Linked DNA regions of Ovis aries: region 2 is linked to region 1. The links are chromatin contacts, called in public Hi-C maps. All regions are on one chromosome and are shown on one strand. Each heading gives the region's core, a stretch centred on a gene start, on an enhancer-like site or on the middle of the called end of the contact. The rest is flanking DNA. Distances are from core to core; before and after follow the strand shown. Region 1 has its middle 100 kb from the start of SEPTIN7. Region 2 overlaps LOC121819403 (a long non-coding RNA gene).

Region 1 (5,482 bases), core at 2,490-4,989:
ACAGAGGCTTGTAAACCTAAAGGGACAGATTTGCTAGCTTTGTTCATGACACATAAGCCTACAGAAACTCCCATATTTGGGCAAGATGTGTACAGAAATGTTCACAGCATTATTTGTAGAAGTGTTTATTAAAATATTTAAATAATTTTATTAAACTAAAATTTGAAAAAATATTTATTAAATGAAAGAAGATATAATGTAGCAGTGGCCTCCTGGCATTCAGCTTTTGTACAGCTGCCTCCCATACTGAACAGGGCTGAGCTGCATCAGCAATGGCATATTGCAGAAAGGGCATTATGGGACCTTCAAAGCTAGATCATAAAAGGCATCGTGGCTTACACCTTGCTCTCTCTTGGATCATTTGTTCTGGGAAAAAAACCAGTCACCATGTCACAAGGACATGCAAGGAGCCCCATGGAGAAGTCCATGTGGTAAAGGACTGAGGCCTCCTGAAAATCCACTTACTAGTGATTCAACTAAGCCATCCTGAATGCCAGCCCTCTGGACATCTAAATGACAGTCCCCAGCCAGAACTACCCAACTAATCTCTGACCTGCAGAAACTAAGAAGTGTTATTATTAAACTGTAGTAAACTATAAATGTTATCATTACTAAGGTTAGCAGGTAGTTATTGCTTTGTATACAGCAATGGATAACTAATAACATTAAATTTTACAATGAAATTTTTTTTTTTGCTTTCCCTTCTTTTACTGAAGCACAGATTCACAATGTTGTGCTTGAAGTGATTCAATTTTATATATATTTCTCAGACTCTTTTCCCTTATAGCTTATCATAAGATATTCAATATAGTTCAATATAGCTATACAGTAGGTCCTGGTTATTTTATACATAGTGTGTATCTGTTAATCACAAACTCCTATTTCTCCCCATTCTTTCCCCCTTGGTAACCATAAATTTGCTATGAAAGTTTTGTAAATATGTTCATTTGTATCATTTTTTTAAGATTCCACACAGAAATGATATATTTGTCTTTCCCTGTATTGACTATGCCAAAGCCTTTGACTGTGTGGATCACAATAAACTGTGGAAAATTCTGAAAGAGATGGGAATACCAGACCACCTGACTTGCCTCTTGAGAAATCTGTATGCAGGTCAGGAAGCAACAGTTAGAACTGGACATGGAACAACAGACTGGTTCCAAATAGGAAAAGGAGTAGGTCAAGGCTGTATATTGTCACCCTGCTTATTTAACTTATATGCAGAGTACATCATGAGAAACGCTGGACTGGAAGAAACACAGCTGGAATCAAGATTGCCGGGAGAACTCTCAATAATCTCAGATATGCAGATGACACCACCCTTATGGCAGAAAGGGAAGAGGAACTAAAAAGCCTCTTGATGAAAGTGAAAGTAGAGAGTGAAAAAGTTGGCGTAAAGCTCAACATTCAGAAAACGAAGATCATGGCATCTGGTCCCATCACTTCATGGCAAATAGATGGGGAAACAGTAGAAACAGTATCAGACTTTATTCTGGGGGGCTCCAAAATAACTGCAGATGGTGATTGTAGCCATGAAATTAAAAGATGCTTACTCCTTGGAAGAAAAGTTATGACCAACCTAGATAGCATATTCAAAAGCAGAGACATTACTTTGCCAACTAAGGTTCGTCTAGTCAAGGCTATGGTTTTTCCTGTGGTCATGTATGGATCTGAGAGTTGGACTGTGAAGAAGGCTGAGCGCCGAAGAATTGATGCTTTTGAACTGTGGTGTTGGAGGAGACTATTGAGAGTCCCTTGGACTGCAAGGAGATCCAACCAATCCATTCTGAAGATCAGCCCTGGGATTTCTTTGGAAGGAATGATGCTGAACCTGAAACTCCAGTATTTTGGCCACCTCATGTGAAGAGTTGACACATTGGAGAAGACTCTGATGCTGGGAGGGATTGGGGGGAGAAGGGGACAACAGAGGATGAGATGGCTGGATGGCATCACCGACTCGATGGACATGAGTCTGAGTGAACTCTGGGAGTTGGTGATGGACAGGGAGGCCTGGCGTGCTGCAACTCATGGGGTCGCAGAGTCAGACACGACTGAGCAACTGAACTAACTGTATGACTTACTTCACTTAGTATGATTGTCTTCAGGTCCATCCACGTTGCTACAAAATGACATTATTTCATTCTTTTTATGGCTAATATTCCATTGAATAAACATACACCACACTTCTTAATCCATTCTAGTATGCTTGTTTTTAATGGGGGGTTAAAATGGCCATGTCATAGAATTCTACTGATCTTTGAAATTTATGTGAAGTTCGTATCTGGCACATAGTTGGTGCTCAACAAACATTTGTTGCTTCACCTTTTGCTGATTTTTGTTCCCTTGCTTCAATTTCCAAGTGAGTTTTTTCTCCTTTGGTTAAGTAGGAATTCTCCTCATTCAGAATAATGTCGAAATGCTCCCACTTGGTCGGAGAAGGCAATGACACCCCACTCCAGTACTCTTGCCTGGAAAATCCCACGGATGGAGGAGCCTGGTAGGCTGCAGTCCATGGGATCATGAAGAGTCAGACATGACTGAGCGACTTTGCTTTCACTTTTCACTTTCATGCATTGGAGAAGGTAATGGCAACCCACTCCAGTGTTCTTGCCTGGAGAAGTCCAGGGATGGGGGAGCCTGGCAGGCTGCTGTCTGTGGGGTCGCACAGAGTCGGACACAACTGAAGCGACTTAGCAGCAGCAGCTCCCACTTTGTAGGGTGAGTTCACCAGTCCTCATAGCACAAGTTAGAGAGAAAGCCCGTCTCCTCTTCTGGACATGGATTATACCTGGGCCAATCCCATCTGAATGAAGACACCACAGAAGTGAGCTTGCCTCAGTGGCCTCTACCCCTCTTCCAAGTATGACTACAAGGGATGAGGCCTAATTAAGAACTAATGAAGTAGCAGTTTGGGAAAGAAAGTGAAAATTTGAGTTTCTTCTACCTGTACCCAGCAAACTAAAGGTCTAAGGAGAATTTTATTTTGGTATCTGAGAGAAAGAACTGTGTTCCATTAATTATTTTTTTGGTCTGAAAAGCAAACCACGTTAAGCTATAGATTTGTATAATCACAAGATTTATTCCTACCAAAATTAAAAAAAAAAGCTCCCCCACTCCCAATCAGACAAAATATGTTCTTTACTTCTAAATACCAAGGGGAGAACACACATTAATTCCAGGGTGTGTGTCACGGCACCCATCACTTCACCTGCCATTTGCCAAGCTGCTTAAATAACCAGCTTACACAAAACAGAACTTTTCCGAGCCTGGAGCATACATTTAAATATGAAAGACTCCACCGTGAAATTCAGAAACAATGGAGCTAAATGAAGGGAAAAAAGTTGTAAGCCCCTGCTAGACCTAGTTCAGTACTCCACACTTGGATGAGAGCCAGCTCATGGGGCCTCTGTGGTCTGCTGTTTCCTTGTAAACATACAGGGTGAGACATTATTCCCTGCAACACACCTGTAAGCTAAGAGGGCCTCACTTTGAAGAGGAAGAGAACAAAAACTAGACACTCGTTGGCAGAGTCTTACCATTTCCCCTAATTAGCCTCTCCCCTTCTGCCAAGTTCTCACGGATCCCTATTCTCAGAGGTGTCAACTACTACTCCCTGTCTCCATCCCAAAGGATTTCAGAAAGCCTGAATGGCATGAGGTTTCAGCAGGTCCACAAACACTGCATCTAAAACTGGGTCTGGGTGGCCAGTGTGGTTTCAGGCTGCCCTTTGAGAGCCTGGCACAGAACAAGGTCTCCTTTCACTTGACCCCCCTTTGCTAATACAATGCTGTTTGGCTGGGCCCAGTACCCCATGGGGTAAATGGTTCAGGCCAAGAATAGTCTTCATTCTTCCTGTGAAGCTTTGAAAGTCTTCTAAAGAACACAGGAAATTGTCAGTCCCTATTTTTTGTTGAAAATGGCTGACACTAAACTCTGAACACTCTATGGGTTAATCCCAAATCATGGGAACCAAGTTTGCTTGAAAAGCAGCAATATTTTCACCAGAGATGAGATACTGATAAACCAGCTCAGCATTACTTATTAAGGAGGACGTATTTTTTAACTCGTCACTCGTACTGTAGAAAACCTGCTCTTAACCAAAATCAGCTTATTTCTATGGTGTACCCTATTATTGAAACATACCTCATTTAGTAATTCCAAAAAGGCTCTGTGTGCAAAGAAGCATGTCTGGAGGCTTACCATGGCACCACGCAAACTTACCTAAAAGTAGGAAAAAACAAAATTCTTGGTTTGTCATGGCCCTGGCATCACCACATCCTTCAACATTCTGGGAGGGGAGGAAGGTGTTGAACAGTTTTTCAATTCAATTGAATTTCTTAAAATTCAAGAAAAATCTCTCAAGATTTAGGCACCTTTACTTGTGCAGTCACGACGTAATCTGCACTCAGATCTAGCAAGGGAGGTATGGGCCTTATTTTAGGGCTGAAGAAACAAATATTCAGAAACAAAAAGTAACACACCTAATTTATACAGATGGGATTTGAACCGAGGTGATTAGTCAGTGGGTTTAGTGTTTTCTGGCACACACCAGGTGGTCTTATGGCGTAAGATTGAAGTACACAGGTCCTGCTGTTGCCAAGACCAGTTCACACTCCAACTTCACCAGTTACCACCTCTCTAATGGATAAGTCACTAACCACCTCCAAAGCTGTTTCCACATCTATGAAAAGGATGACACTGTTATCTATTAAGGATTAAATGAAGATAATGTACACAAACTAGTTGACTGTCTGGGGTAGGGTAAATATCCTGAATGAAGTACACCAACTTTTGTTTTTATTTGCAAACTATTTATTAGAAAGGATTTCAATTTACCAGACAATTAAGTCTTCCTTTTACATCAAGTAGGATACCATGGCAGGACTTCCTTAGGGATTCAACAGTGTAAGGATCTACATACTACTGACTACCATATTAAACCAAGGACTTCCAAAGTAGAATATATTAGATAATTTACTGGGGCTTGGGAAGCGCTAAACTTTTTTTTGAGTTTTAAAAATTGTTTCATAATGTTCATATTAACATACTGCTTGCTTGCTTTGCTTCAGTTGTGTTCAACCCTTTGTAACCTCATGGACTAAAGGCTGCCAGGCTCCTCTGTCTATGGGATTTCCCAGGCAAGAATACTAGAGTGGGTCGTTATTTCCTTCTCCAGGGGATCTTCCCTACCCAGGGATCAAATTCATGTCTCTTGTGTCCCCCGCATTGCCAGGTGGGTTCTTCACCACTAGCATCACCTGGGAAGCCCTAACATAGTGCTACCTATATATAATTTACTATATAGGTATAATCACACATACATGCTCAAAAATATTTTCACAAAGAAACAGTATCAGGTTTGGAGACAGTGATCTAAATGACTTGCTAAGTCAACACTTTGCTACTGTTGCAGTCTTACATTCTTTCCACCTTTTTGCTTACCTGCTACCCTGACCTCCACATTCCTAGGTCTTTTTCCAAG
Region 2 (5,574 bases), core at 1,008-3,507, 180 kb after region 1:
ATTCATGTGAATTTATATTTTTTAAGCAGAGTATTGGAGAAAAAGCTGTTCGATATTTGGGCAATCTTCAAAATTTATTTTCATAGATTTTTAGCACCTATGTTGTTTCTATTCCTGATCACTCTTTTAGGTTTACTTCAAGGTAAATGATGGTTGAAAAGGATTTTCTATTGTCTCTTTTGTATTGTGGACAGGAGTCGGTAGGTAGCAGTTGGTAGGTCAGAGCTGGTAGGGAGGAGGAGGAGGAGGAGGAGGAGGAGGATGGAAGTAGAAGGAAAGCATCTTTGTGTTCCTATAAAGCTTCTAGTTTTATAGGGAAGATTATGCTTTTTATTATATTCAGCCATTTTCCGAACTGATAGTTATTTACATCTGCAATTAGGAATTTAAAAATCCTCTAAAATGAATGATTTTGTTTTTCTGATAAAAAAAATTGAGGGAGGATTCTGTAAGCTGCTGCTTTAAGAGCTCTATCCTTGTGTTTGAAGGGCCCAGAAATACTAACCAAAACTGCCAAATAATCTGAGGGTAATTCTAATACCATATGCTCACATTTGTAGCCCTTATAATTTGCCTACAGAGTATTCCTACAAAGTGCTCCTGAGTCCACATGATGAAGTGCATCACGGAAGTGGATCCTATTTCCCCATAAGAGCAACGTCACATCTGGGACAGGGGCTTATCACCAAGGACTCAGAAGTAAATAGATTAAAGATGTGAACAAAATGTGTGATGAAAGCAAAATTATAACTATACATTTATATAATAATTTCATACTTATATATAGTCCACGTCTTTAAAGATTGGATATTCATACATTATGCACTTTCTTTATCAAAGAATTATAATAAAAATCTATTTCATACAGAAAATAAAATTCTACTAAAGCAAATGACAAGAATTTTAAGGCTTTATAATTTTTGTTTACATATTCCATAGGTCATTGAAAATTAGCACCAGATTCTCTGGTTCAACTGATCCATTTTGTATATGAGAGAAACTAGAGTCCAGAGAAGTTAAATAAATTGTGAAAGATACTGTAGGACTACTAACTCCTAGGACAAGATCTCTCCACTTTTATCTGTTAGCCAAAGAGCTCAGTGATATATTTATTGGTCTTCATAACACATAGAAGAACTGTTGGGAAATGACTTGAATAGCTCAGTCCAGACTATATGAGGAAGTCTGAAAATATACATTTTTTCTTAGTTTCTCCATGGTAAACACATGGGATTAAAATCATGGCCGTGTTTCAAAAAGTTGTCTATTTCAAAAAGTTATTTACTTTTTCCACTAGATAGTAAACTTCTATATGGACAAATTGTTCAGTGATTTGAGCAAAAGCAGAGAAAACTGAGCTATTGGTCTAAATTAAAGCAATGATTGATGGTGAATGTACCATAACAGATAAATCTTAAAACTATGACACTAAGTAAATAAATCAAATTGTAAAAGGTTATATACAGTGTGGTGCTATTTTTATAAAAGGTTAAAACATTCATATACATATATATATATATATTTTAGGAATACATACAAACACTGCAATATATAAAAACATGCATGGGATGATAAACAGCAAATTCATGGTAACGGTTAGTTTTTAGACAGGATGATGGAGAGAAGGGTTGGCAGAGATGTTACTAGGGCTTTCATTTGGATCTGAAATGTTTTAAATTTTTTTTTTTTTTTTTAAAGATTCTAGGTAAAGACATCAGGCAAATAAGGGAAATGTTAAAAATTAGATGTGGCTGGACAATGGGTACCTGGAAATTTATTATCTGACTCTTTATAATTTTCTGTATTTGGAAACACTTCATTATTAATATAAAAAGAAGAAAAAAATGATGGACTCAAGTTTCAGCAAGAGGGGATGGTATATTTGCACCAATACATTAGACATTTAAGAATATTTGTTTTTAATCTAAATCTTTATCTATACAAGTTTATTTAAAGATGAAGAATTTTACAGATTTAGCCTCATTCAAGAGTTATGTGACTCAAATAAAAACTGATGCTTCATGGGACCCAGCCACTGCAGAGCCTGATTCAACAAAACCTAATTCTAATCCCAGAAGCCTTGGGAGACAATGAAGCCTCGGGGTGGAAACGGCTACTGAAGTTTGGCTCTCACACTCTGGAAATATTCTTGTTTTCAACAGGAGAGAGAGTACAACTGATATATGTGATAGCCAGAAAAGGGCTTTGACGCATGACTGGGCTTGTAGCTTTTCATGTGGATTTGTCTTCTGGTAGGAGGATAGCTGAGATTCATCCTCTCTCCTGGATCAGCAGTCAGATTCTTTACTCCCCTCTTCTTCTACAGGGAACTCTGTGAATTTCATGATATTAATTCAGAAACCTAGAATCCAAGACCTTACCTTACTTCATCTATTTGAAATATCTCATCTATTTGAATATATTTAAATGATGCATTCTCTAACTCATGACTGTATTTTTTCCTGAGAAGGTGAACGTGATATTTAAATTGTACTCACTTTAAATTCTACTTTCTGTCATCTACACCAAGTTCTGGTTTTAGTTACTCTATTTATAGTTTACAATCAGAAACATGCTCTCTAATTTCACTGTTGTTTGAATTCAAATGTTTTTCATCTGATTCTACCATTCATGAGTTCCCCCCAAGGACATAAGGAAATTAGTTATACAGCTAATTTATTTAAAAAAAAAAACAGTGATTACTAGCTCAAATACTTAATTGTATTCATATTTAGGGGCACTGCAATGTCTGAGCCATTTATGTTACATTTCTGGAATTTCTTTCCTCTAACGGAATGATTCAGGTCTAAAGCAGAATTTTAAACAGTAACTGTCATTCAAAAATTATGCATTCAATCGTGCAAATGAAAAGGGACCAAAAAAAAAAAAAAAGATAAGTAGGGATAGGGATTACAAAAGGAAGCAAGAACACAAAAGAAAGTAATAGGTTTGGGCTAGAAAAATTAGACTAAAAGAAGACAGAACAGAGAAAAAGTTTATCACGAATGCACAAAATGCATGGCATCTAGAAATACAAATTGAGGTCAAGTTTTAAAATTGTGGTCAGCCCCAAGGTGTAGATCTGTGACCCCAGGAAGAGTTAGCTGTAGTGATCCCTTCTACAATTTTACATCTTTGTGGGTTATTTCTATCTCTTTTTTTCTATTCACCAGCCCCTACTGAAACACAATGACATCTCTTAGAGATGGAAGCTATCAGCAATGTAGCTTTCTATCTTTCCAAAAGGAGAACATAATATACTCCTTTCAAATCCTGAAAGGTGATGCTGTGAAAGTGCTGCACTCAATATGCCAGCAAATTTGGAAAACTCAGCAGTGGCCACAGGACTGGAAAAGGTCAGTTTTCATTCCAATCCCAAAGAAAGGCAATGCCAAAAAATGCTCAAACTACTGCAGAATTGCACTCATCTCATACGCTAGTAAAATAATGCTCAAAATTCTCCAAGCCAGGCTTCAGCAATATGTGAACCGTGAACTTCCAGATGTTCAAGCTGGTTTCAGAAAATGCAGAGGAACCAGAGATCAAATTGCCAACATTCACTGGATCATTGAAAAAGCAAGAGAGTTCCAGAAAAACATCTATTTCTGCTTTCTTGACTATGCCAAAGCCTTTGACTGTGTGGATCACAATCAACTGTGGACAATTCTGAAAGAGATGGGAATACCAGACCACCTGACCTGCCCCTTGAGAAACCTATATGCAGGTCAGGAAGCAACAGTTAGAACTGGACATGGAACAACAGACTGGGTCCAAATAGGAAAAGGAGTACCTCAAGGCTGTATATTGTCACCCTGCTTATTTAACTTCTATGCAGAGTACATCATGAGAAATGCTGGGCTGGAAGAAGCACAAGCTGGAATCAAGATTGCCGGGAGAAATCTCAATAACCTCAGATATGCAGATGACACCACCCTTATGGCAGAAAGGGAAGAGGAACTAAAAAGCCTCTTGAAGAAGGGAAAGAGGAGAGTGAAAAAGTTGGCTTAAAGCTCAACATTCAGAAAACGAAGATCATGGCATCTGGTCCCATCACTTCATGGGAAATAGATGGGGAAACAGTGTCAGACTTTATTTTGGGGGGCTCCAAAATCACTGCAGATGGTGACTGCAGCCATGAATTTAAAAGATGCTTACTCTTGGAAGGAAAGTTATGACCAACCTAGACAGCATATTCAAAAGCAGAGACATTGCTTTGTCAACAAAGGTCCGTCTAGTCAAGGCTATGGTTTTGTCAGTAGTCATGTATGGATGTGAGAGTTGGACTGTGAAGAAAGCTGAGCGCTGAAGAAGTGATGCTTTTGAACTGTGGTGTTGGAGAAGACTCTTGAGAGTCCCTTGGATTGCAAGGAGGTCCAACCAGTCCATTCTGAAGGAGATCAGCCCTGGGATTTCTTTAGAAGGATTGATGCTAAAGCTGAAACTCCAGTACTTTGGCCACTTCATGCGAAGAGTTGACTCATTGGAAAAGACTCTGATGCTGGGAGGGATTGGGGGCAGGAGGAGAAGGGGATGACAGAGGATGAGATGGCTGGATGGCATCACTGACTCGAGGGACGTGGGTCTGAGTGAACTCCGGGAGATGGTGAGGGACAGGGAGGCCTGGTGTCCTGCGATTCATTGGGGTCGCAGAGTCGGACACGACTGAGCGACTGAACTGGATATACTCCTGGTCTAGTGGTAATTTCTTGTTTTCCCTCAAATTATTTTATTATAGGACTCTATTTATTATTATTTTATTATAGGACTCTGAAAATGATAGCTTTGAAAACAGACAAGATGTCATCAATGAAGAATTCTTGATTCTTATTAAAAAATTGGAATAGGAAATGACACAATACTAAGGGGAAAAAAATACAGTTTTCCTCCCCCACCTTGGCAAGTTAAATGCCCAGTTATCAAAGAACACAAGAGAATACTGCATACATGAGCAGAACTGTTTCTAAATAAAATGTCAGAATGTAAATGCTGCATCAGTTCCTAATTAAGCATTCTGCAAATAAAGCCCTGCTCTTCATCTCCTGTTTTCATTGGAAACTTCCATCAACAGACAGTGAATGGAACGAAACAGTGGAGCCACCCAGTGGCTAATGCGGTTAACCGCAGCAATAGAGCATTTCACGGTGCACTTCGTCAGTTTCCTGTTTTACAAATTAGAGTATTTCCTCTTGAAAATATCGCACTAAGCACCTGTAAGAAGAAATTTAAAAGTGTAATAGTAAAGATGAAGTTCATAACTTGATTATCACTCTCAAATGAAGCTTTTGTCTAAAAGATTGAAGAATCTGTGAGCAAAATTTTTTTAAAAATAGAATAAAAGAAAAATATCATCTAATCCTGTCTGAAATAGCTTTTTAAAACTACAGCTTCTAAAAACATCAAAATAGGTTTTTTTTAGTACCAATTTTGATTTCAGAAGAGATTCCTTATAGAAATTAAAACTTTAAACATGAAATTACCTTAACACTTAAAAGTGCCTGATTCCATCCAACTGTTAATATTACATTCATATTTAAAAATATAAGGGTTTATGAAGAGAACTGATCATCCTTTTAA

Evidence for each region. A called contact is a pair of places that touch in the nucleus more often than the background predicts.
Region 2: a Hi-C map of hypothalamus shows a contact between it and region 1, with 9 times the contacts expected there. The contact joins two enhancer-like sites. A contact is called at or near these places in 11 of 16 Hi-C or Micro-C datasets (blood, hypothalamus, liver and 5 more).

The regions. Positions count from the first base shown.
Region 1 is chr4:62,803,507-62,808,988 of ARS-UI_Ramb_v3.0, forward strand. No RefSeq gene overlaps it. Among named protein-coding and RNA genes, the nearest start is that of SEPTIN7, 100 kb to the right of the region's middle. Within about 2 kb of position 3,740, at least 9 of the 54 cell types and tissues checked have an H3K27ac peak or open chromatin away from gene starts, as enhancers often do. A contact at or near this core is called in hypothalamus, where this site is marked.
Region 2 is chr4:62,982,249-62,987,822 of ARS-UI_Ramb_v3.0, forward strand. LOC121819403 (a long non-coding RNA gene) reads right to left here. Exons shown (of 5, transcript XR_009600493.1): 5 at 1-2,332. Among named protein-coding and RNA genes, the nearest start is that of HERPUD2, 22 kb to the right of the region's middle. Within about 2 kb of position 2,258, at least 2 of the 54 cell types and tissues checked have an H3K27ac peak or open chromatin away from gene starts, as enhancers often do. A contact at or near this core is called in hypothalamus, where this site is marked.